Regions from separate parts of the Mus musculus genome. Here all the other regions are linked to region 3. Evidence: chromatin contacts called from public Hi-C, HiChIP or PLAC-seq and promoter capture Hi-C data. All regions are on one chromosome and are shown on one strand. The core of a region is the stretch at or near the end of the contact, and the rest is flanking DNA. Distances in the headings are between cores, read along the strand shown. Region 1 overlaps Myo18b (myosin XVIIIb). Region 2 overlaps Myo18b (myosin XVIIIb). Region 3 holds the start of Sez6l (seizure related 6 homolog like). Region 4 overlaps Myo18b (myosin XVIIIb).

Region 1 (6,334 bases), core at 2,215-4,714, 170 kb before region 3:
TCAATCCCAGTGACAGATCTGTGTCAAAAAAATATATGACAGATAGCCACTAGAGAGACATACACATGGTGATTCTAGGTGTGCACACACACACACACACCATCATACTAACAAAACCAAACACTGAAGCAGGTGCGACAGGCTGCTCTCTCAGCCCTGCCCTTTGATTCCTGCAGACCGCCCCCCCCCCATGCACTTTCTCTCCTTTGTCCTGTTCTTTGAGTCTGCCCACATCCAGGAAGAGCCCTGAGCAGCCCAGAGCCAGACCCCGTGCAGTGTTGGAATTTATTTTTGTTTCTTTATGTTGTTTTTGTGCTCAATGAGCCACGCGTCCAGGGTACAGATTGGCACTCGGCCCCTCCTCGGCTGCCCAGGGCATCCACCAGCTCGGGGTTAAGGGCTCATTTTACAAAGCTTTGAGCATTCTCTCTGCTTGCAAATGTGAAGTCGAGCTCATAAAGATGAATTATTTGGAGAGAGAAGTGAAGTATTTAAAAAGTCATTCCATATGGAGGGCGTTTGGGGCCACAAGCCGGGTGTAAATAATGTCCTTTACGGTCCCCCGGCGGGGAGGTGGTTTCCTAATTACTGCCCGTTAGCATTATCTCAGCGTAATCCAAATGGCCCAACACGTGTAAGGCTCGGCATTCTCAGACTGCTCCGAGCTCCGCTCAGGCCTCTTGCATGCTCAGAGCTGGCAGGGGCAGCTGAGGCAGTTCCAACTTCATCCCTCCAGTCACCACCATCTCTGGTTGTCCCCTTGGCCCCCACAAACACTCCAGTACCAAAGCAACTTGGTCTTAAAAGAGGGTAAGGCGCTGGGTTCCCCAGACTCCAGAATACTGCCACAACGGGTTTCTTCCTCGTCGTCTTTGATCCCAGACACTGGATGCGCTCGTCACAATTCAGAAGGTGCTGGCATCTAATGAAATGAGTCTCTCTGCGTCTGCCTCTGAGATAAGGCATTCCGATAGTAAAAATCTATTACTGAAAGCCTACCTAGGAATAATTGGGTCCATTACTGCCTGGCTTGTGGCTTTGTTTCTGCAATTGGAAAGTGGCTCTCTGGCAATTAATCAGAATTTACAGTTGCTAATACCAATTACAGACAGTGTGTGTAGTCTCAGGATGGTGTACACAGAGGAGCAGATAGCTATCACATCCCCCGAGACCTCATCAACCGCACTTTGTCACTTTGCTGGGAATTAAAGTCATTTAACTCCACAATGTTAATTACTTAAAAAAGAGAAGGGGCGGGGGTGCTGACTGAATACCGCAGGTGTATATTAAATTATTCAGATCAACCCAAGGCAGGCAGCTTGGATGAGATCAAGCTCTGTTCCGCTCGTCACACTTTAGGGAAGCCCAGCAGGCTGGTGTCTGGGGTGACAGTGTTGTCACCTTTACAGCTGCATGTTCTTGGGAAAATGGCCACCCCAGGGAAGCCAGTGTCTTGTGATTCTGACTCACTGCCCTGACTTGCTCCTTAGCAAGCACATACTTCAATAGGAGGGGTAGGGGTGCCCTTTTTGTGATTCTGAAGGGGGGACGTTGGTCTTAACGAGAAGGGATGAGGGAACCTTAGAAGTTGAGGCTGCGCCAATACACGGGGTGGCAGAATGGACTATACTGGGAGAATTCCTGGTTTTAGATGGGATTTGTTTAGACTAGGGGGTAGCTAGTGAGTTTGTCAAGTCTATGGCTGTTGCTACTGTTGCAGCTGTTGTAGTTGTGGTGGTTGTGGCTGCTGTTGCTGCTGTGGTGGTGGTTGCTGTTGTTGTTGTGGTTGCTATTGTTGCTGTTGTGGTTGTTGCTGTTGTTATAGTTGTGATTGTTGTTGCTGTTGTGATGGTGGTTGTGGTTGTTGCTGCTGTTGTTATTGTGATTGCTATTGTTGCTGTTGTGGTTGTTGTTGCTATTGTTGCTGTTGTGGTGTTTGTGGTTGTTGCTGTTGTTATAGTTGTTGTTGTTGTGGTGGTGGTTGTGGATGTTACTGCTTTTATTGTGATTGCTATTGTGGTTGTTGCTGCTGCTGTTGTTGTGTGGTTGTGGTTGTAGTTGTTGTTGCTGTTGCTGTTTTGGTTGGTGTTGCTGCTGGTGGTATTGCTGTTGTGTTTGCTGCTGTTGCTGTTATTGCTGTGGTTGTGGTGATTGCTGCTATTGTGGATGTTGTTCCTGATGCTGTTGTTGTGGTTGTGGTGGTTGCTGTTGTTGTTATAGTTGTTGTGGTTATTGTTGCTGTTGCTGTTGTGGTGGTGGTAGTGGTTGTTGTTGTTGTTATAGTTGTTGTGGTGGTTATTGTTGCTATTGTTGCTGTTGTGGTGGTGGTGGTTGTGGTTGTGGTTGTTGCTGCTGCTGTTGTTGTGTGGCTGTGGTTGTTGTAGTTGTTGCTGTTTTGGTTGGTGTTGCTGTTGTGGTTGCTGCTGTTGCTGTTTTTGCTGTTGTTTCTGTGGTTGTAGTGGTTGCTGCTGTTGTGGATGTTGTTGCTAACACTGTTCTTCTTGTTGTTAGTAGCCTACCATCTCTGATTGGGGTATTCAGAAGGGAACTCACTGGGTCACCTGACAGAGAAGCCTAGGGCTTCAAGACCCTGTGATGGCCCCAGGCTCAGTCCAGGCTTTGGGGCTCATCATGTACCAGTTCCCCAGGGCCAAGTGCTCACAGCTCTTTTCTGTGGCATCCCTATAGCTTCCTGCTGTTAGTTGCTGTGATAACATCCATACCCGGGGGATTGGCACACACACTAGCCAGAACACTCTCTCCAGATCCTTCTCCCATCCCTCTGTCGACAGTCATTTTGTAAATTCTCAACTCAGTGACCATGGAGCCAAGCTGAGAATAGCTAAGACTCCATTAGCCATGGTGAAGACAGGACATTTCCTGCCAAACTGACTAGCCAGAAGCCCCCAAATATGGACGGGGTCTTGTTGATTTTGATTACTGGCTCAGGGTCATTCGCTCCTAAAACCTGCTGGCATCTGAAAGATATGATTTCTGATTGGACAGTTCACAACCCCAGAGTCACAACCATCCCTAGACCACATCCCTCTGTGACTCTGGTAACTAAGAGAAACAGTCAGTTTGGCGCTGCAACCCGCCTCTGTTTTACACATCTGTCTGGTTTGCCACACTGTCTGCTCTTTCCTGTTACCAGTCATCACGCTTCCAGGGTGGGCTCCCAAAGTGAACAGTGTGCCCCTAGCAGGTGTCTATACAGGTGTTTGCTGTTTGTTGAGTGACTCTGTGACAGATTTGCATATAGCAAACAGGTCAAGCTCTTTCTTTAAAAGGATGGGGGGGGGAGCTGTCTGCCTCCGTCTATGGGGTTGCCCTTTGAGCTTTTGAAAGCAGAATCACAAAGCCTTTCAGCGTATCAGGCACAGAAAGAGTGGGCGTATAGAAGCCTAGAAGCCAACAGCTCTTGTTGTGGCAAGCCTCCAGTGCTCTCCCTGGAGTGATGGCTGATCAGAAAGAACAGATGAACACGATGCCTACTCTTTCTCTATGACATGTGGACAGCAACCTGGGTGGTGGCTCAGCAGGCAAGGACTCAGCCCATGAAGCTAGCTTGTGTTGGCTGGTGCTGGGTGACCGATGGCCCCACACCATGGGGGCTCTTTTAATGTTGAGTGGGGTCGGTTGAGGCAAAGTGTGAAATCTGACTCATTTGAGCAGCCACAGGGCTTAGAAGCCATGCTTAGTCACTGTATTGGGTATCGAGCAGTGGGCACCACCTCAAGTTGTGGGTCGGTGTCCAACTCCTTCCCTTCCTCTGGGCGAGCTTTTCTGCTCCCTCCTGAACATCTCCCTTGGGTGGAGCTGACCGAACCTAGCCCGTTTAGTTTCCATCTTCGATCTCTTATCATGAATAGTTCAGTGATAAAAAAGGGACCAGTTTGTGGAGTCCACAGAGTAACGTGTGCTTAGCTGAGCCTGACTCAGTCCCCCTGAGCCTTTGGGTCACATCCCAGTTGTGCCTTAGGAAAGATGGCTGGGACAGACACTGCCAGCTCCCATCTGTCCACCATCTTTCCCTGCAAGGTAAAACCGGTCTGCCCTTTTAAAAAGATTAATTTAGGAGCTCAATTCTGGTGTTGGCTAATTACCATGCCTACCTTCTGCTCCCTAATGACAGAGCTCGCCTCCTTCTCCATATGGCTGCTCGATCTTCAGGCCCACAAAATCTTGACATTTGGAATGACGGCATCCTCGGTCGGTCGTTAACGCCCGAGGCCTTAGCATTTGAAGGCCAGGAAATACACAATGCGAGAAACTCTTGAGTCACAAACATTAGTAAACCCTTGAGATAAACCTCAGAACTAATGTTTGCATAGATCCTATGTCCCCGGGTATAGCTGACTCCAAGTGATTCCTTCTAAGGGACCCTGCAGAAACCCCATCCATCCTTGGACTCACATGCTCCCAGTGTAATGGAGCTGTGGGACTCACATCTCTTTGAAGGGTGACTGTAAATCTTGTCTGCACAGCTGGTTGCTGAATATTTCAGTTTTACAGACTCTGTTTTGACCTCTGAACCTTCTGTCGTCAGACCATAGCCACTTCCACCGAAGATACACACTGAACATCTTTGTTTCGACAGAACTCTACCGACAAACACGGGTAGGGCCAGGTCTGACACATTGGCTGTCACTGCCTCCTCTGTTTTGGAGTATGAGGCTGTAAAGTCTCCACCACCCACTGAAGTTTGCTTAAGAAACATAGAGGAGGGCTGGAGAGATGGCTCAGCGATTAAGAGCACTGACTGCTCTTTCAGAGATCCTGAGTTCAATTCCCAGCAACCACGTGGTGGCTCACAACCATCTGTAATGGGATCCAATGCCCTCTTCTTGTGTGTCTGAAGACAGCTACAGTATACTCGTATAAATAATGATAAATAAATGATATTTTTAAAAAAGGAAACATAGAGGAATCTCCCAGACCTGCAGTGCATCTCAGTTGTGGAGAGTATCTATCCAGTGGCTGCAAGGGACTAGACAAACAAATGACTATCAACAACATTTATACACACAAAATACCCAACTCGGGTACAGAGTCAAACCAAAGGACAGTTTCTCTTGGCTCAGGCCACTGCCTCCCCCAGAACAGCCTTAGATCTCCAGAGAGGGCACGCCTGGGCCAGGAAAGCAGTTAGGGTGGGGTGGATCTTACTGCAGACTGAAGAAAAATAAAGGGAGACTCTCACCAAACTCTCCCTCAGACTCAAGCATTCCCAAGTGCCAGAGAGGACAGAACTCCCAGGCTGCAGGAGCCAGCAGGCCCCAGCCATGAGGAAGATTTGATGAATCTGTTCTGGTGAGAGGCACGGACCGCCTGGCCATCACCTTGAGATGTGGAGAGGAGAGAGCACACACGGCTCAGACGTTGTTTTTCTTCCCTGTGGAGTCAATAAATGGATAAATGGACCGTGAGTGGCCAAGTGGCTGTTATAATTTTAGACTCTATCAAAAGGAACATCACAAAAGTGTACCGGGGGAGCTTCAACAGCTTGATGCTTCATGCAGGGAGCGGCTGCCTCCCGATATTGTTAGGAGGCGTCAGAGAGGACAGTGGCAACCAGCCTGGGAACAGCTGAGATTGTCTGCAGTGACAAAGACACTGCAAAAATACTTTCCAGGGCCCTTCTGATTAAAGCTGAACCCTTGCCTTTGGCTGAGAGGACATTTTTAATCTCTGTTTACACAGTGTGAGGGAGAGGCTCTGAGGGAGAGCACCTTGCCTTGCCCAAGGCCAGAGAGGGAAGGGATTGGCAACTACCATGTCTTCACTGTGCCTAAGCCTGTCGATTCAAGGCAGGGCCAGCGTTTCCTCAGTGTCACCAAAGGAATCATGTCAACTGAGGAGGGTGGCTACAGCAAACCTGACCTGACAGGAGGAGGCAGGGCCTGAAAGGGATACTTCCTTTCTTGAAAAGGAAAAACTTAAGACAAATGATCACATTATTTTGTGTGTGTCGGATCATGCCACCACACACGTATACAGGTCAAAGGATCATGGGCGTTCCAGGAATGGAACTCAGGTCTTTGTCGGGATTGGGAACAAGCACCTTTACCAGCTGAGCCATCTCCCTGTCTATGCAGGGCCTTTTAGTTATCATTTAGGTTTAGGTAGCATGCAAAATAATGGGTTCGGTATGGCTTTCTGATGTATGTATGCCGACACACACATACACACATATATACACATACAAACATACATACATACATACATACACACACATACATACACATATACACACATACATGCGCATACATACATACACACACATACACACATATACACACATATATACGCACAGTCATACACATACACACCA
Region 2 (5,457 bases), core at 1,899-4,398, 250 kb before region 3:
GAGAGGGGAGAGGGGAGAGGGGAGAGGGGAGAGGGGAGAGGGGAGAGAGGAGAGAGGAGAGGGGAGAGGGGAGAGGGGAGAGAGGAGAGAGGAGAGAGGAGAGAGGAGAGAGGAGAGAGAGGAGAGAGGAGAGAGAGGAGAGAGGAGAGATGCTGCAGGGTTTCCCAGAAGGTCTTGCTGAGGACAAAGACTGTTCACAGAACCCCCAGAGCAGGGACATGTGTGCAGCAGCCAGTTCTGACTGAGCACTGATGGACCGAGCTTTGCCTATGTCTCCCCACCCGTGACTGGCCTGCTCTGTCCCCAGGTTACGCTGAACACATGGGGCTCGCTCAGTTCCGCCGTCGGTTCCAGGTGCTGGACCCTGCACTGCTAAAGAAGCTTGACTTGACCTCCGAGGAACTGGATGAAAGGAAGGTGTGTAAAGTGGGTCTCGGGTAGGAAGAGGCCACAGAGCCTGTATTGTGTGGGTTGCTCATGGCACAGATTGACCAGGAAGGATCTGAGAGGGGGCTGCAGAGAGTAGCATGAGATTTGAGTCAGACCGCAGCCCCAGACTCCATCCTACCACCCAACAATGTCCTTGAGACTATTCCTACTCAGAATGCCCTCTGAAGCCTGCATGGGGAACATGAAAGGTAAGAATTAGAGGAAATAGCCTGGTTGGCTATGTGTCCGACTTCACAAGGACTGTGGTGGCACAAAACCCAAGGAGACTGAGCCCCTGAGGCCTGAGGTGGTGTATGGGAATGTTTGAGCAGTACTTCACATGACGGTGTAGTGACCAGACTGTCTCAGGGCCTTTGCACTGGCTGTCCTCTCTCCAGGGGACATTCTCTGATGTCCCCTTTGCTAACCTCAGCTCAGGGACACTCATTCCAGGCTCCTCTAGCTCTGATGTCTCAATGGTCCTTGTCTTTAATTGAAATTAAGTTTGCCAGCAAGTACTCAATAACTTACCCAGGTGGCTGAATAAACAAGCATGTATTCAGTGTTTGCACACATATATGGACTCAGACACACACGGGCACATGCACACAAACATGCTGGTGAGCACATATACACATGTGCACATGCACATAGAGACACATACAGACATACACACAGACATGTACACACATATGCACACACACATACATACACACAGAGACACACACAGGCACAGGCACATGCTTGTGTACATATACACACATGTTCACATGCACACAGACACATACAGATACATATACATACACACACAGATACACACACAGACACACTCAGACACACACAGACATACACAGTCATACTCAGACACACACAGATATGCAAACCTACACACATATGCACATGCACACAGAGACACATACAGACATACACACAGACACATATACACACACACATACATACACACACAGAGACACACAGCCACATGCACAAGCACATGCTTGTGTGCACATACATACATGTGCACATGCACACAGACATATACACACACAGATACAGACACACTCAGACACACACAGACATACAGACACACTCAGACACACAGAAACACAAACATGCACACATATGCACATGCACACAGACACACACACACATATAGATACACACACACATACAGATACACATATATGTATACACACAGATACACACACATACAGATACACACACACACACACACACACACACACAATCTATCTCAATTCTTTCCCCCTGCCTTCCTGTTTCCAGTCCTGCTCTAACCCGTGAAGCCTCACCTCACCCCTCACACCCTCCTGTCCCCAGTGGAGCTACCAATGAAGGATGGTTGTGGGTTCAGTGGTTAGAGATGCCTGGTGCATTCATGGTGCAGGTTCGAGAAGCAAGTACACTCAGTCACTTTGGCAAATGGGTCCTTTGAAGATGATGCAAGTATCGGGCCCTTAGAAATGAATTCCACAGGTGTTAATGGGCTTGTTCCTTGAAATCCAGATTCTAAATTCCAGGGGAGGGTTGTTCGGAGCATATGGGTCTTGGGGTCAGTCAGATATGCATTGACTTCAGCTCTCACACCGGCAAGTGACTTTCAATCTGCCTCAGTCTTTTCACCTTTAAAGTGGGAGCAGCAGCAGCGGCTGCCTCCATCAGGACTCTGATGATAAGATACTGTAAAATAGCTGATGTGCCGTGCACAGGTCCTGGCACACAGGAGGGGCTTTCACATGTGTTATCTGCCTCCACCAACTACAGTGGCAATGATTGAAGCATCTTTCAAGGTCAAGGTAAAGGGTGGTTGGTCCATAGTCTTCACAGCCAAAGTGCACCATCACTTCTGCACTCCCTCGTATGAGTGTGTGTGTGTCTGTGTACATGCATGCATGTGTGTGTGTGCATGCATGCATGTGTGTGTGTGTGTGTGTCTGTGTGCGTGTGTGTCTGTGTGTGTGTGCATACACATGCCCAAGTGTACTTGGAGTTCTTCACACTGCCATCCCCAATGAACCGTGAGGTTGCAGGGGTGAATGGCATCACAGTCTTAGGTCCCTTGGTTTCTGTCCAGGGCACAGGTTGGCTCCAGCAGACAGACAGCTCCTTCTGTGGGGTCTCTCCCCTCGGTGTGAGAGTAAGCTGCCCTCTCTATGTTTGGCAGCTCACTTTGGAAGCCCTACAGTTTGCTTTGGTTCCAACCCAATCAGCTTCCGGGGTCCTTTCTTCTTGGTCCATGCATGCTTGATCGCCATACAGAAGGTCCACAGTGCTGGAGACTATGTGGCTCCTGCCCAGTTGGGAGCAGAGCAGACTTGGGATGTGAGGGAGCTTCCTACAGGGGTGACGGGCGCAGTACACAGCAGCATTTAGACTTTGGACTCGTCAGCAGGATTCTGCAGCAGCTAAGCCAAATCCACCTCTATCCACACACATTCCAGGCCCTAGAGAATGGAAAATTACCAGTGCAATGGACTTGCTTGGGAGAATTTTTTTTCCTTCTTATTCTTTCTTCCTATTTGTTCACAAATTTCATTTGCTGGGGCATAGAATTTCAGTAGCAAAGAAAGAAAAAAACATCATCCTGCCTCTTATGAAAAAGCTAATAAATATTCATTTGTCAGGCACCGTGATGGGCCATGAATTATACATGAGTGTGTACTCGTGGGCAAGCCGGCAGGCTCTGCACACAGAGTGGTTAAGACCTTGGAATCCAGTGAGACAAATCTGACAGCTAAGAAAGGTCAATGTCACCCTCAGACACTAGACGGCAGCAGACGGGATTCTTGTCGGGGTGGAAAATGGACCCTAGCAAAGTCCCCTTTGCACCTGACATGTGGTATCTTCGCATGCTGGGCTGGTTCCACCGAGAGGCACCCTGCCTGGGTACTGGGCACCCTCACGTTCACATCACAAAATAGTTTCCTGGTGTTGGGGTGCACGCTTGAGATCCCAATACTAAGGGGGTAGGAGCAGAAGGATCAGAAGTTTACATTCACCAAGGCACAAGGTGAGTTTCCAGTCTCCAGGACAAAGCCTTTCTTTTCTCTTCAGAAGCAGCTGGAGCAGGACGATAGAGCCAGGCAGAAATAGAGGCGGGATTCAAACCCACACTCTCATCTGGGTCCTTACACAGAACACTAACAATAATTATTATGGGCAGAGAGATGGTCTATCAGTTAAGAGCACTTGCTGTAATTGCAGGTGACCCAGGTTCACCCGCATATGGCGACTCACCCCCTCCCTCCCCGCACTGTTCCCTCACCCGTGTAAGTTACTCGAGTAAGCTCCAGGGAAGACAATACTTTCTTTGGCTTCCATCACACCTGTCTATACTGTATTCAGTTCTTTACGCACTGGAGAGGGAGCTGTCCACACTTGCGGTGCTGAAACTTGCTCTCTGGACGTTAATCCCAGCACCTTTCCCTGCGCACTTGCTGGGTCCCTGCCTCTGGATAGCTCTTTGCTTCACTACATACTCTTTCTCCATCACACTAGCCCACGCCATTACGCGTGCAGGGTGTTTGCTGATGCGCCTCTTTGCTGCCTGATGCTTACAGTCAGGACCCTGAGGGTTAAATGAAGCCTTCTGTCTTTAACTGTGATGTGGTCCATGTGTGAGGAAGGGATTCATGAGTTCAAGGTGAAGGCTTTGACTTCAACCTGCAGATGTCTGAACAAGCTCAATGCAGTCACCCAGTTCAGCCCTGGGTTTTTCTCAAGCTCTTGTGGCCCCATGTGAGACACCACTCTTTATTCTTCCTGGCTACATCCTGCTCCAACATCCTAGACACAGGAAGCCCTGTGACAGAACTCTGGGGCAGGATTTTTACATCTAATTGATCTATCAATTATTAAGAGACAGATGTTAACGCCCTTGGCCACTCATATTGAGCTGTCTTACTTTTTCTAATTCTCTCCCTGTTCTGCTTTGCACGCCTTGAGGCTCTCTGCCTAGGCTCTAAGAATCTACCTGGCTGGCTGGCAGGTTAACGCTTTCATCACCGGACACGTCCCTCGTCATTTGTAGCAGCGGCTTTGGTTTAAGTCCAGTTAGTTGTCTTTGTGTCAGAGTGATGGTATGTTTCTTAAATTCGCAGTCTGAAGAGTGTTGCTTGTATTTGTTCTGCCCCCTCAACTGGGCTCCAGACTGAATCAAAAGAAAGCTTTTGTTCCACAGACCCACCTCCTCCTGACGCCTTGGTGCCATTGTTATAGGTAGATGCCATAAACCCATTAATACAGCTCAATATTTTAAACTTAATCTTATGTCTTTTTAATTCACTTAAGATATATTTTCATATTTTAGCTTTTGAGACAGTCTCGCCATATAGACCTCATTATCCTGGAACTTGCTCGTAGACCAGGTTAACCTCTAACCCAGAAATCCTCCTGCTTCTGCCTCCTGAGTTCTGAGGCTAAAGGCATGCACCATGACACAAGGCTTCAGACTGTTTTCTAATTGTTTCCTGTAAATGCGTTCTGCTATTCTCCAGTCTTTAAAGGTTTGAGTCAACATTTCCTTCAGCCTCAAATCTGAATACAAGATCTGGTAGCACTGACTTTCCCAGCCTGTGTGTGCATGGGTGGAGCTTGTTTTGGGAGGATTAGAAGCACAGCTCTGTAAGGTATTGATTGACAAAGGGTTTTCCCCTCTCAGCATCTTTACCGTGCAGTTACACTGACTTCTGGGCTTCATTACTCAGGGTCGTGTTTGCTTTCTATGGCTGTGACAAACACCATGGATTAAAGGAACATAGAGACACAAAGGGTTACTTCATCTTCCAGGTGACTGTCCGTCACAAGGCAGATCGAGTGAGGACTCAAGCAAGAACTTAAAGAGACGCCTCAGAGGAACTCTGCGTGCTTCTCCATGTTTTTTTCTTTCTCCCTCCTCTCTTATACAGCCCAGGACCACCTTTCTAGGGAATGGTGATACCCACTGTGGGCTGAGCCCTCTCCCATCAATGAACGATCCAGGAAGACATGACTGCAGGCTAGTGTGACCCA
Region 3 (5,805 bases), core at 2,499-4,998:
TTTCATCTTCACTTTAAAGATACAGGGGTGTGGGGTGTCCATCTCCTGGGATACCTTTTACCTTCTACCAGCATTTTTAAGTTGAACCCTTCTTGCTAGTGATGTCTTCTTTTATATTGGTTCCTCTCTCTTCCAAGACAGCAGATATTTTCTTTTCCAGTGTCCTGTGATAAAGTCTTTAGGTACTCAGATGCTCCTGACAGAAGCACACGATGCTTGGTCTGAACATAACACCTCGTTGGCCTTGTTGAAGGACACACAGTCATTAGTAGGAACTTATTCAAATGGCAAACTAACGTTCCAAAGCCCAGACTTCTGGACACTCTGTGAAACTGATTCCCTGGCACAGAGTGTTGGTCAACTGGAAAAGACAACCTTTGGGTTGGCAGACATCACTAGATGACCCAAGAATGCAAGAGATGATATCCACTGTGTTCATGGCCCCTCGCACTGAGTTTGACATCCAAGAACCATCCATTGAGCACAAAGAAAATGGGATGTTGGGTAGATAGATAGATAGATAGATAGATAGATAGATAGATAGATAGACAGATGGACAGAAGGAGAAATGGATAAATAAGGGGACAGAAGGAATAAATGATGGGGCAGTGGGAAGGGAGGGAGGAGAGGCTTGTGGGTAGATTATAATGGTTGAACTGGACAGCAAGTGACGTACCTTCATACTGTGAAGAGAGATGGAAGGTGATAAATTGTGAATGGATGGTTAGAAGAGAGGGATGGAGAGATAGACAGCTGGAGACATTGATGAGTGGGAGGAACAGATGGGGGCATGGATGTACAGCTGAGTGTGTGAATTGGTGGGATGAATGGCTAGTGAGTGGGCAGATGGAGGATGGATGGATTTGTGGATGGGTGTGCCAATGGGTGGATGTGTGCATGGGTTGGATAGAGTGAGTGAGTGAGTGGATGGTTATGACCAGATGGATGGGTTGGTGGATGAAGAGTGGATATATATATATCCATACATATATATATATATGGATGGGTGGATGGATGGGTAGATAGATAGATGGGTGGGTAGATGGATGGATGGGTGGATGGATGCATGGATGGATGAATGATGGGTGGGTGGATGGATGGATGGATGGGTAGATGGGTGGGTGGGTGGATGGATTGGTGGGTAGGTAGATGGATGGATGGATAGATAGATGGGTGGATGGATAGATGGATGGATGGGTGGGTGGATACATGGGTGGATGGATGGATGGATGGATGGATGGATGGATGGATGGAAGAATTGATGGATGGGTGGATGGGCAGATGAAGGGTAGGTGGGTGGATGGATGGATGGATGGATGGTGAATAGATAGAGTGAGAGATCAACTCCAGAGAGGCTGGTGGCTCACAGAAAGACTCTCACAAAGTCAAAGAAGTAGTCAGAAGCTCCAGCTTCCTGTCTGCTCGCTGTTGTGACCACAAGCACCTGGGGTGGACCGTGCATTAGGGTAGGTCCTGGGCACTGTTGGTAACAACTGCTCAGACTGAGGCCAATCCCCAGACTAAGATTTGACTTGACCTACCCCTGAGGTCCTCTCCCTTATCCTGTAAGCATGCACAGTGTATCCTGTCACTCCTCAAGGACACTGTTGCTCATTTTCAGTCACTCCACATGCCAGGCATTAATTTTATTCCTACCCCTCTGGAAGAGTAAACTAGAACCCAGAGAATACAAGCCACTTATTCTTGGCCTTCTGCAAAGACAGAGGTGAGGCTAGGTTCCAGCCTTTGCCCTCAGTGGCTGATTTTTAACTGCACAAAGGTGGTCACTCCCACAGCAGCATGTAAAGAGAACAGACCTACAGGCTCACCCCAACTTCAGGAACAGAACCTGGGCTTCTCTGACCCCAAGCCAAGACCAAGCATAATCTGGCAGTAGACAGAGCACAACCCTGGGCAGAACCAGACTATACATGGTATTGAACATGTTGCCTTGCCTCCCCACACCTCAGTTTGCTCTTCTTTAAAATGGGTCTGGTAATGGGGAAGATCTTCCCCCAACCATGTACTTTTGTTCCAGCTCTGACCCCAGCTGGCTCTTTCTGGTGACTCATCTGCCCGATGCTCTCAACACCTACCCTTACTAATCGATGACTGCAGTGATGGACTTCCAGCAGTGTGCTGGAAGTGGGGAGGCCACCAACAGCCAGGAGGAGCCACCAAGTCTCACCCCAGAGGTAGCCATCTTGGTTGAGGGGAAGAATCATGTTTGGGTGATTTGATTTTCAACTCAGGCCTGGTCTTGAATTCATCCATCTTATCACTTCCTGGCTGAGTGGCTTTGGTGAGGTTGACCCTCTGAGGGCATCCAGGGGAGATATCGATCACTTCTACCACTGCCGATCATTATGACTTTAAAACAGAGACCACACCAGAGTCCGGTGAGCCATGGGTGTTTACAAGCCTTTCTATCCTCATCTCCAAGGAGGAAGCCGGCACTTGTGTCTCTCCTCCATGTTTCTGTATTCCTGCTTTATGCTTCTATTCCTCAGGGGTTACTGGATGGCCTGCTGCTAGCCCTCTAGAGGAGGACCCAGGTCTTCTGCATGTCCTTCTCAAATCCCCACTTCCTGAGACCTGATATGAACTGGGGGTCTCTCCATCACCTGATAATCTGAGCTTCAAGCAAAGAGCATCCCAAGAGTAAATGAGTGACAGGGGCATTTGGAACCAGGACCAGAATAGTCCTCCTTCGCTCCTCCCACCTCCAATGCTCCCCTCCCCTACGTTGTTTTCAGAGATTCCCAGTCTCTCCACTCTGCTAAAGACATCCCCCCCCCCACCCCCAATTGCTACAACCTTCTTTCCATCTGCTCCCTGCTTGAGCGGAGTGGCAAGGTGGAGTGGGGGAGGGGAGGGCTTCTAACTTGGGGTGAGGGGCCTGGGAAGCCAGCTGGGGCTGTGAGACTCAGCAGAACAAGGAGAGCTGTCTCCCTTGGTGTGAGGTATCTTCCAGTTGGCCCTTGGCCAATGCCTGGCTATAAGTGGCTTCTTGTCTTCCTCACCCACTGCGCCCCGTCTCCTCTGTTTGTGGAAGAAAGACACGCTGCTAGAGAATCTCAACTGGACAGAGGCCGCCAGAGGATGGGCCTGGAACCAAAGCTTCCACTGGCGGGGGAGGGAAACGGGGCTTCGGCTCTGGAAGCCTGGCGGATCTGCAGAGCGCTGTTGAGAGTGCTAATGTAGCTGAAATCATAACATGGACCCAGGAGTCTGTGGCTGGGCGTTTCCAGGGTGAAGAACCACTTGGTATCAGACAGAGGATCCTGTGGTCCTGTGCATTGGTCCAACAATGTCCCTGGATGCAGTCGGTGTGGCTTCCTAGGTCACTGGGACTCTCTGTGGAAGCACCAATGCATTTGGCGGATAGGGGAGGGAAAGGTGGATGCGGGTGGGGACCTCAGGGGCCAGAGAGGGCTGTATAGTGGGGATACAGGTCAGGCTGTTCGCCGACTGGGTTCGCAAGGACACATCGGGCGCTCTTCCGCCTCGTCTGACCGTCCCAGCATCCGCAAAAAGAGTAGGGACCCTGAGCCCACCCGGGACCGGGCGATATCACTAACTTCTCAGGGCCTAAGGGCCAGGCTGCCCCCGGAACGGCCCTCGGCCGCCTCCTCGCGCTCACTTCCCTCGCTCGCTCGCTGGTTCGCTCTCTCTCTCTCTCCTGCTCCCTCTCTCGCTCGGGCACCAGCCCCCGCCCTCCGCTCGCTCGCCGCCCGCGGCTCCTCCTCACTCGTCCGTCGCCCGCGCCCGGTGCAGCTCGGCCAGAGCCACGGCGAGCTGCGCGTCCGCCAGGAGCCGCTGCCCTGATCCTACTGCCCAGATCCCTCTGCCTGGATCCCATTGCCTGAACCCCGCTGCACCAATCCCTCTGTCTGTCTGGACCTCGGTCTGGGATCCGGCTGCTTGGAGCCTTCTGTCCATCTCTCTCTCTCTCCCTGGATAGCACTGCCTGATTCCGGCTGCTCGAATCCTTCTGCCCGGACTCCACCGCACGGATCCCTCTGCCTGGACCGACCACACGGATCTCTCTGCGCCGACCCCAGCTCCGTAGCTACGATGCCCGTGGCACGGCCACAAGCCGCGGGACCCGACAGGATCTCTCTGTTCCTTGTCGCCTTCCTTCTGGGGAGCCCCGCGGCAGCTCAGGCGGAAGGTAAGCACCCCGAGGGCCCCGGCCCAAAGAGGGTAAAGTTGTTGCGGCTGACCCGAGCAGTCGGGGGTCTCGACTGGTCTGGGAACACACGCGCCACCCGCGGGACCGCCCGGATACCGGGCTGGGCACCTCGTCCCTGCCGGAGCGCGGAGGCGGGGACGCATCTGAAGGACTCTCGCCTTAGGCTGCGGGTCCTTCGTCGGTCTCTGGGCTCCCGTTTGCAGTCTGGAGACGCTTCCGGGAGAAGCTCTTGGGAGTGGGGTCCTCTCCAAACCTTCAGATTCTGGAAGCTCTCTGCAACTGCACCCGGGGCTGGCTGCCAGGTTATTCTGCCAGGCTCTGTGGAAGAGGATAGGTATAGGAAGCGGACAGCTGACTGCCTGTCTCCAGAACCAGACTCCCTCCCATCCCACCATCCCACGCTGTCTCGGACTATCCGGAGGGGCTGTCTCCTGGATAGGTCCCAGCCAGGTGTCAGGAAATTGGACTTGGGTGTGGCTTCTTCGGATGGAGGAGAGCTCAAGGCTCCCAGAACTTGGTGAGAAGAGAGATATTAGAACCCCAGGGGCTTGGCCCCCTTTATCCCTCTACAGCTTCATCGATATTAGGAGTGAAGAGAGGGTGCTGGTGAAACCCACGTGCTTGCTGCTTAGGAAGGGAAGGGGGTCTGAGTTTATGGAGATTGTCGAGATTGTCGGTTCCTTCACCTGCCTGGAGTCACACCTTTGCTCCACCCTGCTAGGGTCCCAGGAAGTTACAGTGAGATGCTGAGGTGAAGAGAAGAGGGAGGCAAATAACTCACCCAAAGCTGATCCCACCCCCAGCCACCAGAGCTAAAGACACCAGGAGAGCCCACGGTGTCAGCTATTGGGGTTGGATCACTTAACCTCTCATTCTCTTGGCAAGGTGTGACTCTTGTTTCCTCCCGTGGTAACTTACAAAACAAAGCTTGGAGCCTGCCTGAGCTGACCACAGCATGGAGCGCTTACCCCACTCCCCAGCACCCCCGTCCATCTGGAGTTCTGTATAATTGAGGTTTTCTTGATGATCTGGAGTTCTGAGGACAGAGAAGCATTGCCGCTTCGCCGCGGGGAATTCTGGGCCCCTGAGTTCAGCACCAGAGGCCCCGGACAGCTCTCAGCTCCAGGCCCTAGCTCTGGGTCCCATCACTTCGTTGTGGCCTGGAGTACCCTCAGCATACATCAGACATTATATCCCCAATCTCTTGGACCCAGAAATGGGAGCGATGGGCATGATTTGCCTCCTCTATTTAACAAAACATGTCATTGAGAACACCCCCTCCCCTTGTGAGACAGTGGTATTTCCAATTTACACCAGGTCTGGGCAGTTTCCCTAGGAAAGATGGGAAAAGAGATTTGGTTTAAATCAATGGTCTCTACCCAGCGTGCCTTTTCTTAATTAGCTGTCTCTTTCCAACAATAACGTGGTGGCCTTGAACTGAATCCAGATTGCCCTGCCCCAGCTCTTAAATCTGTGTGTGTGTGTGTGTGTGTGTGTGTGTGTGTGTGCCTGCCACTCCACAAGCAGAACTCAAAGATGCCCAGAGGCTCACCATCTTTTCTAAAGTGGCCCTACCTCTGAGTTTGACATTCTCTAAGGCACCACCCTTG
Region 4 (6,333 bases), core at 3,703-6,202, 150 kb before region 3:
CTGGAGAGAGACTGTCCCTTCCACACTGGGCAGAGATTGAGCACTAGAAGCCTTCAAAGGCCACCCCTACAGTGACACATTTACTTCAACAAGGCCACACCTATTCTAGCAAGGACACATCTCCTAATAGTGTCATTCTCTGTGGGCCAAGCATTCAAATACATGAGTCTATGGGGGCCAAACCTATTTAAGCCATTAGAGTCACATTGACAAAAACAACAAAACAAAACAAAACAAAACAAAACAAAAAACTAACCAGCACACACTACTTTGTTGCCCAAAGAAAAAGAAAATCTTGTGTATATTTCCCCCCAGTCCTAAACATTTGTTCTTCCAAGGACCCAGACCCTTGGGCTCTCTGCTGCTTACAGCGTGTGTGGCCTTGGATTTAAATACGTTCTTGTTACCATTGGATCCCATACAGTGTCCAGGATGTGCTCTGTGATGGGCAGAGGGGCACAGTGGTAAGAGTTCATGACAGAGCAAGGTTGCTTACCTTGTGGTAATCAGTGATCAGAAAGAGAGACAGGAAATGGACAGGGCAAGAGACCGTGCCTGAGGACACACTTCCAGCGACTGACTTCCTCCAGCTAGTCCATCTCCTAAAGTGCCTACTGATTCTCCAAACACCCACCCCGCAGCACGGGAGTGACACTTCACACTGAAATCCTATCAGGGACCATCTGTCTACTCGTATTCTTTGAGGACGCAGGGGGCACTTCTGGGAAGATTGCCATCACTTGAGGCGTGATAAGGTCTGGCTTTCTGGTTGCCGCTGACAGGCAAAGCAGCACAGGGCAGTCTGGGGCTGAGACACTCGACTGGGTGGTGAAGAGAAGACTCTTGGACCCCTGGTTGCTTGAGTTTGTGCAGTGACCCATCAGACACGCCTGTCCCAGCTGAGGAGGAAGGGTTAGATATTTACTGGCCCTGTAAACATATCTTTCTACTACTTTCTTTTTGTTGGTGTTTTTATTGAGAGGGGATGTATTTGTAGCCCTGGCCATCCTGGAGATATCTATGTTAAACCAGGATGGTCTAGAATTCAACGATATCTGCCTGCCTCTGTTTCCTGAGTGCCAGAATTAAAAGGTGTGTGCTGCCACACCTGGCTCCCTGACTCTTTTGGTTTGCCTGTGGGACCTGCTAGGGTTTGAATCTGATTGTTCCCAGAAAGACCAGTGTTTGTCTCCAGAGTATAGAAATGGTCAAGGGGTTAATGTTTTACACACACACACACACACACACACACACACACACACACACACACACAGGAGTTCTTTCTCTCAGAGGACCAGCCTCCAGAGTGGCTTTCTAAAAGGGACTCTGGCACCTCCTTGATCTCCCTAATGGTGAAGCTTCTGTCTTTCCTTCTTGGGTCAGAAAGCAGCAAGATGGATGAACTTCCAAGGCTGTTGTGAGATCTGTTCTGTGGAGCAAACCCTGGTGCAGGCGAGCTGAACCTTGAGAGGCCACCTCAGGGGCAAGAAGCCTGATGGGGAGGTCCCGTGTGTCTGTGAGAACAAATATTGTTTTCTGTTTTCCCACTTTCAAGGGTGTGGCCTTTGGCAGAAGCCACACACATGGGGTGCTGTGCCCTTGGAGTGGCAGAGCCATGTGCCAAAAGAAAGCTCTTCCCTATGTAAATTATCCAGTCTCGGGTGTTCCATTATAGCAACAGAAAGTGAACGAAAATCAGATCTTTGATGAGTCTCTCTGCGTCTGTTATTGCACCATAAAAATAGAACGAAATAGAGAGTTTTCAGGATGGATGAGGGGAGGACCTCGTGGAACAGCGACTGCATGCTCCCTGGCTTTTCTTCCTGCTGCTGATAGCCGGCTCCCGAGGTCAGGTAGAGGGGGCTTCCGTTGCAATGAACCAGAGAAATGGAGCCCATTTTCCAAGTTTCTGATAACACACCAAATTCATAGTTTCTGCAGAGAATCTGGAAAATCACAAAGAGAAAACATGAGCATGTTTTGTTAGTTCATGCCAGGGAAAATAGCCACAGCCAGTAATTTACTATAACATGATGTTCTGTTCCCACGGTGCTTGGATCTAAGGGATCTTAATTAATATTAAGCGAGATAAGAGATTTCAACCATTCAGGAGAACACCAGTCTGAATAAGGACTTTAGGAATGAACTCAGCAATAGTCATTGTATGTTCAGGTATGTTTCAAACATGTTAGATAGATAGATAGATAGATAGATAGATCGATCGATCGATAGATAGATAGATAGATATGTGTGTATGTGTGTGTGTATATATATATACACACACACACATCACATATCTATACATATACAGTATGTACGTGTATGCATGCATTTCAGAATGTTTCAGGGCTCTTTTGAAATCCTCCTGTCTGTGTGACATTCAGAGTCATTTGGATTTTGGATTAGAACAGGAGCTGGGGGTGATCATGGTGAAGCCTATAAACCTAGCAGGAAGATGAAAATTTCAAGGCCAGCCTGGGTTACAGAGTTGAATTTAAAAAAGATTTGCCAGTTGCCGATTGCACACATATCAATAAATGCCTGCTTGTATTTACTAAGCAAGCCACTGGCACTGGCTCCATGTGTATCACCTATTCACTTGAACACACACAACCTACTGAGCAGGAAGCTTCTGTCTGTTCTTACTACTGTACCGGAAAATGGCAAGATGGTTGAATTTCAAGGATGTTGTGAGATCTGTTGTCAGGCAAACCCCAGATGAGGTGAACTGAAGCTTGAGAGGCCTCCTCAGGGGCACGAAGCCGGAGGGAAGAGCTCCCGTGCATCTCAGGCAGATGAAGGTCTCTGGGGAGCAGGGTTCTCTGGGTAAAGAAACAAGCAACAAACAACAGCTTTGGTATTAGCCTCTAATTGAATGTCACGAGCAGAGCCCATCTTAATTGCTAGCATTAATTATCGTCTGAACTGCTTCCCACACAGCAACTGTGCATAGGGTGCCCCGTGGAGAGCAGCAGTCTAGAAGTCTAAAGGCCTCCCAATTCCTGTGAGCAGTGCAGGGCCAGAAGCTCACATTGCCCAGTGTTGTCTTTATCTTGGTAAACTTGATGGGCAGGCATCCTATGCGCATCATCCCTGCCCTTTCCTTTGCCGCCAACAGTTACATAGTAACACTGACTATTTCCACCCTAAGGATGCACCTGCCTTCCATGGGCCAGACATCAGCAGGGCAGGTGTATCAGGTCCCGTGACAGTGTTAGCTCTGTGGAAACTGGTACACAGTAGGTGCTCAGTAAATGTGACTTGACTACAAAGATGCGTGATTGGATAAGAGGAGTATGTAGTAGGCACTGGTGCATATGGAAGCCATTTCTGTCCGTGTTTTTTTCCCTGCCTCACACTGTAGAGCTGTCTGGGGGTGGGGTGGGCTCCTGTGGGGTTTTCTGCCATGCATCTATCTAACTACCCAAAAGGCTTATATCAGACTAGTGTTGCACCACTGAGCCTTTCCATGCTCCTTGCTAACTGTAGAGGATCCTGAGCTCGTACAGAGCCTCAGAACACAGCTGTGCTCTTAAGGGGCGACTGAGACAAACTTCACTGTGCCCAGATATGATCACCACACCAGCAGGGCATCTGTCCCTGGAAGGCATAAGGAGGCAGGGGGTCCCAGCTTGAGCCAGGTGCCTCCAATTGGCCCCTTCATTCTGTGTGTCTTCTCTAGGTTGTGACAGGGTGAGGGACCTCGTTTTGTCTGCCCTGGGCTGGCTGCTGGGGTCTGCAGTGTTGAGACTGATGTCTTGGTCTTCATAATCTGCAGATGCCCCCAGGTTCCTAAACTGAAGCAGGAAAGCTCAGCTCTGCTGACTGGTGATTGCTGGTTATACAGCTTCCTCGCTCTGGGGTGGTCCCTGGCTCCAGAGTGCTCCATTGATCTGCCGTGCTCCCTCCAAGTCTGTTGTCCACAGGCAGCAAGCAGATAAAGAATGGGCATTGAAAGTCCTTGGTCCAGGCCATGGCCAGCTAGTCTTCAAGTCTTCCTGCTCCGCCTAGGTAGCCCATTAGCTTTGGACAGACTTACACATTCCAAGCTTCTTATTCTGGGTTTGGCTTCCCCAATGAAAGGGTAACAATGTTGCCCTGGCAGAGGTTCCTCTTCTGGGAATGTGAAGTTAGCAATGCCACCAATGGTTGATCCCCACCCCCATCAGAAATTTAACTACTTTACCTGCTACCCTGATTCACAATGAAATTGACAGGAAGGCAGATCAGCTGTGTGAGTTGCTGAAGGTCACACAGTCTCCAAGCCACACCACCGAGATTCAACTCTGTAAAGCTGCCGAGTTCAGAACCCATGAGGTTACAGATTTACCTCAGCTCAAGTCCCACTCTCCTGCCCATCTGCTTAGTTCTGCTCCTGCAGTGCTCTGTCTCAATCTTGGAAGCAGTGGTGCTCCCACAGTGCTCTGCCTGAGCCTGGGAAGGGATGGTGCTCCCACAGTGCTCTGCCTGAGCCTGGGAAGGGATGGTGCTCCCACAGTGCTCTGTCTGAGCCTGGGAAGGACTGGTGTTCCCATGGTGCTCTGCCTGAACCTGGGAAGGAGTGGTGCTCCCATAGTACCTGAGCCTGGGAAGGAATGGTGCTCCCACAGTGCTCCGGAGCTTCTGGGAATCAGCCTCAGACACTTCCCCAGCTGTGTCTGAACTGACACGCTGGTGACCTTTACATCACAGCCCCCTCCACTGACCTGATGCCCTTGTCTGGCTGCTGGTTGGGGGCTGGGGCTGGGCCCCAGCTTGTCCCTTACTTGCCTGTCCTGAGGTTAACATTCATGGCTGGAAGCCTCAGCTGAAGTGTAAACTGGCCCTGCTCATGCCAGCCTTGCCCACACAGGCCTACTTCTGACCACATTGTTCCTCCCTTTAGGCTCTGTGAAGTCCTGGCCTGGCTTGGTTGGGCCACACCTACTGAAGTACTCAATCCTTAATGCCATCGTTAAGGTTCTAACTCAGTGAGAAAGGGGAGGCCAGTCCACAAAGGGATGTCCATCTGTTCCCGTGATGGGAAACAGCTGTGGTCCTTGCTGGATTCCGGGTTTGAGCACAGCCAGCCCCATAGAATGGGGTCACATCTTGGCTCTGCAGCCTCCAGTGATGTAAATGTCCCCAGTTTCTTCAGAGAGGCCTGGAAATCTGTCTGTGGTCACTTGGCCTCTGGAGTTATCAGAAGGTCTGAGAGTTTACTCAGACCTGACTGTAATCTTCACCCTACACACCCCTCATCATTAGGTATCTGTGTGTTTCCTTGAATAGCTAACCACAAAGAAACATCAGATGATCAGATCAGCTTTTAAAAAAAATCTCTCCACCTGTAACATAACTGAGACTCCAAGTCCCACTCAAAAAGTGTGTGTGTATGTGTGTGTGTGTGTGTGTGTGTGTGTAGTATATGTGGTGCTTTGTATATAGTGTGTATGTAATACATGTGATGTTTTATATGTATTGTGTATGTGTGTATAGTGTATGTGGTGTTTTGCATGTAGTGTGTGTTTAGTGTACATGGTAGTTTTATATAGAGTGTATTGTGTGTATGTGATGCTGTGTGTGTATGTGTGTGTATATATTTGTGGTGCTTTGTATGTAGTGTGCATGTAGTACATGTGGTGTTTTATATATAGTGTATACGTGTGTGTAGTATATGTGGTATTTTGTATGTACTATTGCATGTATGTGAGAATATGTGTGTATATATATATGTGGTGCTTTGTATGTAGTATGTATGTAGTACAGGTGGTGTTTTATATGTAGTGTGTATGTGTGTGTAGTATATGTGGTACTTTGTATGTAGTATGTATGTAGTACAGGTGGTGTTTTATATGTAGTGTGTATGTGTGTGTAGTATATGTGGTATTTTGTATGTAGTATGAATGTGTATTTAGTGTACATGGTAGTTTGTATGTAGAGTGTGTGTATCTGTGTGTGTAGTGTACATGGTAGTTTGTATGTAGAGTGTGTGTATCTGTGTGCATAGTGTACCTGGTGGTTTGTGTGTGTGGTGTGTGTATGTTGTGTGAAGTGTGTATATGTGTGTGTGTTGTGTGGTATGGTGCGTGTGTATGTAGTGTGAGGTGTATGTGTGTATGTGTGTGTGGTTGCTATGGATTCCGGGTCACAGTCTTCTTGGTAGTTCTGTTTGCTCCATACCATTCAAGGATGCTGTCCATATTGCCACAGCCCTTGCTTCTGTTAACAACTGTCTAATGACATCAAAGTGATGTTCTGTGATCTCCGTAACCATCCCCAAAGCTGGGTATAGCTTCTGGATTTCAGACTCTCATTTCACTGGCTGCACTGCCCCCGAGCAAACTCATGTTC

What was found. Promoter capture Hi-C pulls out the DNA fragments that hold promoters and counts their contacts. A called contact is a pair of places that touch in the nucleus more often than the background predicts. HiChIP or PLAC-seq counts read pairs in DNA pulled down with a chosen protein or histone mark.
Region 1: a Hi-C map of cerebellum shows a contact between it and region 3, with 2.2 times the contacts expected there. The contact joins the enhancer-like site here to the promoter of Sez6l in region 3. A contact is called at or near these places in 4 of 39 promoter capture datasets (the HPC-7 cell line, embryonic stem cells, hippocampal neurons and 1 more), 9 of 484 Hi-C or Micro-C datasets (brain, cerebellar granule neurons, cerebellum and 3 more), 10 of 115 datasets of contacts at active chromatin or transcription factors (SST interneurons, embryonic basal ganglia, embryonic forebrain and 7 more) and 1 of 9 other capture datasets (pancreatic islet).
Region 2: an H3K4me3 HiChIP or PLAC-seq map of embryonic forebrain shows a contact between it and region 3, with 5 times the contacts expected there. The contact joins the enhancer-like site here to the promoter of Sez6l in region 3. A contact is called at or near these places in 8 of 39 promoter capture datasets (cranial neural crest, embryonic stem cells, epiblast stem cells and 4 more), 3 of 484 Hi-C or Micro-C datasets (cerebral cortex, nephron progenitors and palatal mesenchyme), 13 of 115 datasets of contacts at active chromatin or transcription factors (SST interneurons, VIP interneurons, embryonic basal ganglia and 9 more) and 2 of 9 other capture datasets (embryonic stem cells and pancreatic islet).
Region 4: a contact with region 3 is called in a promoter capture Hi-C map of embryonic stem cells, with 2.3 times the contacts expected there. The contact joins the enhancer-like site here to the promoter of Sez6l in region 3. A contact is called at or near these places in 5 of 39 promoter capture datasets (cranial neural crest, embryonic stem cells, hippocampal neurons and 2 more), 8 of 484 Hi-C or Micro-C datasets (cerebellar granule neurons, cerebellum, cerebral cortex and 4 more) and 9 of 115 datasets of contacts at active chromatin or transcription factors (embryonic forebrain, embryonic hindbrain, embryonic midbrain and 6 more).

What each region holds. Positions count from the first base shown.
Region 1 is chr5:112,742,506-112,748,839 of GRCm38.p6, reverse strand. All of the region lies in intron 39 of Myo18b (myosin XVIIIb), which reads left to right. Among named protein-coding and RNA genes, the nearest start is that of 1700095B10Rik, 48 kb to the left of the region's middle. Within about 2 kb of position 3,464, at least 6 of the 459 cell types and tissues checked have an H3K27ac peak or open chromatin away from gene starts, as enhancers often do. A contact at or near this core is called in cerebellum and hippocampal neurons, where this site is marked.
Region 2 is chr5:112,822,937-112,828,393 of GRCm38.p6, reverse strand. It overlaps Myo18b (myosin XVIIIb), which reads left to right. Exons shown (of 44, transcript NM_028901.2): 21 at 308-417. Among named protein-coding and RNA genes, the nearest start is that of 1700095B10Rik, 32 kb to the right of the region's middle. Within about 2 kb of position 3,148, at least 28 of the 459 cell types and tissues checked have an H3K27ac peak or open chromatin away from gene starts, as enhancers often do. A contact at or near this core is called in SST interneurons, VIP interneurons, cerebral cortex and 2 more, where this site is marked.
Region 3 is chr5:112,575,141-112,580,945 of GRCm38.p6, reverse strand. Sez6l (seizure related 6 homolog like) reads left to right here and starts at 3,748. Exons shown (of 17, transcript NM_001253916.1): 1 at 3,748-4,174. The coding sequence starts at 4,078.
Region 4 is chr5:112,725,175-112,731,507 of GRCm38.p6, reverse strand. The region is part of intron 39 of Myo18b (myosin XVIIIb); the gene reads left to right. Among named protein-coding and RNA genes, the nearest start is that of 1700095B10Rik, 65 kb to the left of the region's middle. Within about 2 kb of position 4,952, at least 2 of the 459 cell types and tissues checked have an H3K27ac peak or open chromatin away from gene starts, as enhancers often do.